Linked DNA regions of Mus musculus: region 1 is linked to region 2. The links are chromatin contacts, called in public promoter capture Hi-C maps. All regions are on one chromosome and are shown on one strand. The core of a region is the stretch at or near the end of the contact, and the rest is flanking DNA. Distances in the headings are between cores, read along the strand shown.

The links. Promoter capture Hi-C pulls out the DNA fragments that hold promoters and counts their contacts.
Region 1: a promoter capture Hi-C map of hippocampal neurons shows a contact between it and region 2, with 5 times the contacts expected there. The contact joins the promoter of Wdr6 here to the promoter of Scap in region 2. A contact is called at or near these places in 4 of 39 promoter capture datasets (the C10 cell line, hippocampal neurons, liver and 1 more) and 1 of 115 datasets of contacts at active chromatin or transcription factors (astrocytes).

Annotation. Positions count from the first base shown.
Region 1 is chr9:108,577,324-108,580,455 of GRCm38.p6, forward strand. It overlaps Wdr6 (WD repeat domain 6), which reads right to left and starts at 1,390. Exons shown (of 6, transcript NM_031392.3): 1 at 1,171-1,390. The coding sequence starts at 1,270. P4htm (prolyl 4-hydroxylase, transmembrane (endoplasmic reticulum)) reads right to left here. Exons shown (of 9, transcript NM_028944.4): 7 at 2,693-2,783; 8 at 2,393-2,516; 9 at 1,539-1,985. The coding sequence ends at 1,765.
Region 2 is chr9:110,332,088-110,335,055 of GRCm38.p6, forward strand. It overlaps Scap (SREBF chaperone), which reads left to right and starts at 1,269. Exons shown (of 23, transcript NM_001001144.3): 1 at 1,269-1,418.

The sequences.
Region 1 (3,132 bases), core at 140-2,639, 1.8 Mb before region 2:
ATTAAGAACCTGGACAGCATTTAACACAGCAGAATCAAAGCTAGCGTCTTCTGAGTTAGGAACATTCCTAACTTGTGCTCAAGAGGGGCTTGTCCAGGGCCTCCCTCTATACAAATCCACATACTTCCCGGGGAATCTCTTACACCCCCATACATGTGTATAGAACCCACAGACGTTTTCTAGAATGGGACTCTCAGCTCCCTTTTGGTCATCTTGCAGCCGTTTGTTTCCCACGATCTCCTCCTCCTCGGACTCGTCAGGATTCCTCATTACCTTACTCCTCTCTTAATGTCTCTTTCTTCAAAATTCTACGGATTTCATTTCCTGAAGTTTGCCGGTCCCACCTCCAGAGAGTTTAGCTCACTGGAGCAACCCAATGTTTGCACTTGCACACACACGCACGCACACGCACACACACACATCAACTCTAGAATATACCCTCACCACAAGACAAACACGCAGCCCTGCTGAGGCTAATAATGGCTGACCCAAGGCCTAATTGTCAGTGCCAAGGGTCCTTGTAAAACCCAACACCACCATCACCAAAGGATGGCTTCGCATCAGGCCCTACTGCTTCCAGGACACTTGGCACCTCAGAGCCATCTCAGACCTTTACCACCAGACACTGAGACATGTGATTACTAACCCAGTTGGCTCAGACCCCCCAGTTGGTTCTCCAGAGGAACCTAAGCCCCAGCCTCTCTGGATACTGCTCTACTCAGAAAGCAATTTTTTGGCCCCCTCATCTTTGGGGGCGGAGCTTCAACCCTCTCCAGAAGCCACACTCCCGCCACACCCCCTGAGGCTGCCCTTTTTTTTTTTTTCTTCCTCTCCAGGGGTTTTGATCATTTGCGTTCACCTGAGGGTGCAACGTCCCTCCCCCAACATGGAACGACTGCGTCCCCCACACCTTCAAGCGTCTCTGTCCACCCTTTCCAAGCTGGCTGCAATTTATGAAGAGCTGCCACTGTCTCTCGAGCCCCGCCCTCCTCCGCCGGCCTGTGTTTCCCGCCACCTCCGAACCTGCCTTATTCCCCCCACTCCCACCCCTCGCCAGTCCCCAGCCCGCTGCCCATCCTCCTCCCCAGGGCATCCCTTTGTCCGGTGCGACCACCCAGGGAGAGGCTAGTTCTTCGCCCGCTAGCACGACTAGAGCCGACCAAGCCTCACCCGCCAGCAGCCTGTCCCCAACACACTCCAGACCCGTAACCGGGAGGAGTATGAGCTCGGAAGTCGCCCGCGGCCAGACATAGTCCCCGAAAGCGTCCATGACGTTCCTGGAGCTGCTGTGGCTGCCACGGACAAGAAGAGAGCTGCGTTCTCGCGAGAACCAGCCGTCTGGAGAGCCGCGCTGCAGAGCTCCGAAGCCCTTAGCTACAGGTAGCAAAGCCCTGGCGCTGGGCTGCGGACGTCCAATGACGACCCTGTCCCCCACGCGATCCCGCTCCTGATTGGCCGGATCAGAGTCACCCCCCCACACACACACACATGAGACTAGCCGGGAGGGGCGGTGGGCCTCCCCTCCCCCAAGCGGGCGCTTAGCTCGCCGGCCCCTGGCTGGAAGCCCTGTAGTTTTATTTAACGGAGCAGCATGGAGGCTGTACACCAATAAATAACGTGAATGTAGGAACTGCGCCTTTGATCGCGGCTGCAGGCAGGGAGGGCTAGGGCAAGAGGTCGGCCAGAACTTCAGTCTGCAGTAGGACAGAGGACCTGCAGGGTCTTTGACGTTGGGCAGCGGGTGATTCGCATCAGGGCCTTGCGTCAGAGCTCCACACGGGCATCACTGTAGGCTCGGTCCAAGGCCCACTCGGGTTGTGAGTCCATGCCACCTTCCCGAGCCAGACGAGCCATCTCCTGCTGGAACAAGGCTTGCCGTGCCCGGCTAGGGTCCACATTGATCCAGTTGTTAGCGATCCACTTGGTGCCGCGGGTGACCAGGCAGCCCCCATGCAACGAGTAGTCGTCCACTTCACCCACCCAGCCTGGGGTAAGAAGGTGACATGAACAAAGGACAAGTTAGGGAGGGGAAAACCCTAGATTGGCTCAGCCTGAGCTGTGCACACATCTAATCCCCATGGAAGGACTTGGCGTCTCACCCACTAAGGCATGGTCAACATACTGGCCCTTAAAATTAACCAAGCTTCCTTGCTTCTGAGCTTGGCTATAGCTCTTCCCAGCCTGGGTTGTGGAGAGAAGTTTCCCTGCCCCAGACAGCAGGAAGGCTGGTGCGCAAGGACGGTGGGCGGAGATAACCGAAGATACTGTACTAGTGCTACTGTGCTTTGAAATCCCTGGCTATGGAAGACAGGAACAGTCCTCCAGGAGAGCAGGAGGGAGAGATGAGTTCCCTCAGAGAAGCCCAAGACCTGGCCATGAGTAAAGCCCTCACCTTGCCCATCAGGAAGGTAGTTGTACCAAAAGACTGCAGTTCCTTGCTGGGGCTTGACACGAAGGTTGCCCTTGTCACAGTGCCTTCGAGTGTCCCGGAGATCGACATCATCCTGAATCAGACTCTGTAGGCAACAAGGTGAGGCTGTTTGTGGACTGCCTGCCATTGCAGGACCAGGCAGCCAAGGTTGGCTGGAGGGAAAACAGGCAGATGTGCCCTCGTCCCAGCTCTGGAAGGGTGTGTACACACTTGCCCAAGGCCCTACCAGCCCAAGAGTAATAACAGCTCACTGGCCCTTACCATTTCATCATAGGTCCTGTTGTCTGCCACAGGGAAGACGGTCTCACCCCCACCGGTGACATTGTTCAAATAAAACAGCACTGTCATGTAGCTGTAAGGCAGGGGGAGGCTGCTGAGTAGATCCCCAACATTCCCACTTGTGGGCAGGATACCCAGGGCCCACAGGGTCAGGCTAGGATAGCTAAGACATCTCCAGCCCTCTTCCCCACAGAGTCACTCTCCTTGTGTGGCCAAGATCGCAGGTGCACTTAGGTAAGTTTGTGACCTTAAACCAAAGATCTGGCTGGGGAAAGTAAGCTGATAGAAGCAGGAATATCATGTAAAGTCTCCTTGCAACTGGGAGGACTGAGCCAGAAAGCCACAAGAAAACCTAACTTTGTGCAGGCAGGAGGGTACAACTGTAGAAACTGAGGCAGGGACCTCCAACAATGGAGTCAAGA
Region 2 (2,968 bases), core at 19-2,518:
ATCCCCAGAGCTCTGGCTTTCCCCGAATAAAGCCTCATGTGGTTTGCATCAAGCTTGGTCTATCGTGAGTTCTTGGGTGTCTGCTATTATCCTGAGGCCTGAGCGAGAGGCTCCTCTGGGGAGTCTTTCACCACCACTGCCAGTTTGCTGGGGGTTAAGGCTCATATTCAAGGCTGGGCAAGCAGTATATCAACTGAGTTACATCTCTACCAGAAACCTGCTTTATAGAATAACCCTATTCCAAAGGCTGAAGTGGCCACCTCTGATTTGTTTTGCACGGTGACTATACTTATATTTTCTCTTCCCCCACCACTGGTGCCCTTGAGGGCAGGTACAGGGTCTGTTCTACCTTAGTATGCCTTGGGGGTGAGCAAGAGTGACACGAAAGAAGTATGTTTAAGGTAGCAAGATGGGGGCAGGTGGCCACTCTGACCTGTGACACTCAGAGAGTCAAGACATTGGTAGTGTGGTTGAGATCTCTCCACAGGCAGGCCTGAGGACAAATGGAAACATAGCAACCAGGGTTGGTGCTGTTGCTGAGTGTCTGGAACCTCACTTTCCCCAAGGCCAAATGAGAGAACACACACCATATGCTTAACTCAGCATTTACCAGAGCAGTCACTCAGCATAATCCGTTACATGTGCAAGTCGACTGGTGGCAGTTCAGAAGGTGGAAGAGACTCAGACACCCATAGTTCCTCTACGTGGGAATAAACACTGAGTATATATCTTCCACTTTACCCTATGCATTGTATTTTTAACAAAAATGGAATCCTAACACCAGCTTGGTTTTGAACTAGCTTTCATTATAAGTGCTCATTTAACATCCTTGGTGTTGGAGGCTCCTATACCTAGTTCATCAACTGAATACACTTGCTATTTAGCTCAGTTGCTTCTAATTCCCTGGTTTGTTTTTCTTTTTGATGCTGCTGTGGATCAAACCCAGGGCCCCTAGCGTCTCAGGCAAGCTCTCTACCACTGAGCCATACACCCAGCCCCGCTTCTAATCCTTTGGCACTATAAAGCATGGAACACGAGCTCTTGTGCATGTTCTCAATCACTTCCCAGGACAGTGATGCTGTCAAAACTCTGAAGTGCTACTAGCCACCTTTTTCCAGGCCACAGGCAACTCCAGTACTTCCTCTCGCAGTTGTGTGGCAGGGGACCACCAGGGGGCGAACCCGAGCCGTTGGCAGTGCCAGACTACGCATGCGCACGCCGCCGGGAGCACGTGTGGAGGGCGGCGGAGCGGGAGGGGAAAGGTAGGAGTTGAGAGGTGAAGGGGCGGGGAGCTGCGCGGGCGCCGGGCGGCCGGGAGGGAGAGGGCGGGCTCCAAACACCGGACCGCGGGCCAGGAGCGCGCAGGCCGTTCTCCGCCGCTCGGTCGCCGCCGCCCGGGAGCTGCCTCGCTGCCACAGGTACCTCAGCGCGCGTCTGCACGGTGCGGCTGGGCCCCGGCGCCGGCCTCGCGCCGCTCGTGCCCGGGAGTTCCGGGATGCGGGCGAGCCCGGGCAGGGGCGCGCGGGCGTGGGCGCTGTCCAGCAGCCCGAGGCGCGGCTCCGGAGACCGCAGTCTGGAGCTGGGGGCCGGACGGTCTCGCGTCCCCCTTCCCGACCGCGCCCCCGCCCGGGCCGAGCTGCCTGGGTCGCGATGGGTTCAGGCTGAGTGAGCTCAGGCAGGTAGGCTCGCCGCTGGATCCTGCTTTGGGGTTGTCTGGGGTTGTCTGGGTGAGGGCTAGACCCTGTGACTCAGTCCTGCCTCTTTCCGAAGATCCGATAGCCAGGCAACATGTAGATTCTCTGCTGGGAGTGCTCGGTTTCTGGTTTTATGTGTTGCTTAAACCTAAACTTTGCTCGCTTATGTTGCTTATGTTTACTTCCAGGTGGTTTTGTTGCATCAGGGTTATAATGGGATAGCGCTAGCTGCAGCGAGTCCCGGGTCCACACTGCATCTCAGAAAGTTGTGCAGATGGTGGCGATGAAGAGGAGGGCAGTGAGCCACAGGTGGCGGCGGGTGAGGGGTGGGAGTGGGAGTGGGGTCCTGGAGGTAGTCTTCCTTAGTTTAGCTTATTTATCTCTTATGGTGACGGAAGCGATGAATAAATAAGTTCATGATGATCTTGTAGTAATTCTTGTGAAGTCGACATAGGAACAGTCTTTAATGATGCGTTTGGGTGCGTTTGTAGAGTTTGCTTATGCAGTGTGCAGCCATCTCAAGGTGTGCTAAACATTAAAGCTTTTCTTAGAGTCAGGATCAAGTGTATCTAGTTAGTGCTGAATGCATTTTAGGTGTAACCTGTGTGATGCTCAAGTGAAGATTGTATGTTATGAAGTATATGCTAATGTATTTCAAATCTAAAGGCTTTTTATATATTTGCAGCGTTTCTGCTTGGCAAATATTTTGTTTGTATTGTTTTTTTAACGACCAACAGGAAATACAAGTATAAACATTATTCCTATACTCATTATTAAGTTACTTGGGGACGTGTGCCTAGGGCATTGGTCTGCCACTGAGTAACACCTGTGGCTTTTTATTTTGAGTTGGGCTTCATTGCCCAGGCTGACCACAAAGTTTCATCCTCCTGCCTCGGTTTCCTGAATATGTGGGATAGCAGATGTGTGTGCTCCTGCTCCTGCTCGGCACTCATTCTTTGGTCAGGTTGAAAAGCAAGAACTGGCTTCCCCTTACTTGAAACTCCGTTGTTGTTGAATACTCTCTTGTTACTGTGTGTGTGGGGGGGGGGGGGCGGGTGGGAAGTACCTCTCCAGATGTTTCCATGTGCTTTAAAAGTCACGGTTTGGGAACCCTACCACCCATTTAGATTACTGTCCTGAGATGGGCACAAAACCTTTACTCTTAGTTTGTGGCTAGAACACAGAACCATAAAAATTGTGATTTGCCTGAGGCCATATGTAAGCTGCTTAACTGTCCTGTTGGGAAAGGGACCATGCCTGCCGTCCGTTTGTAT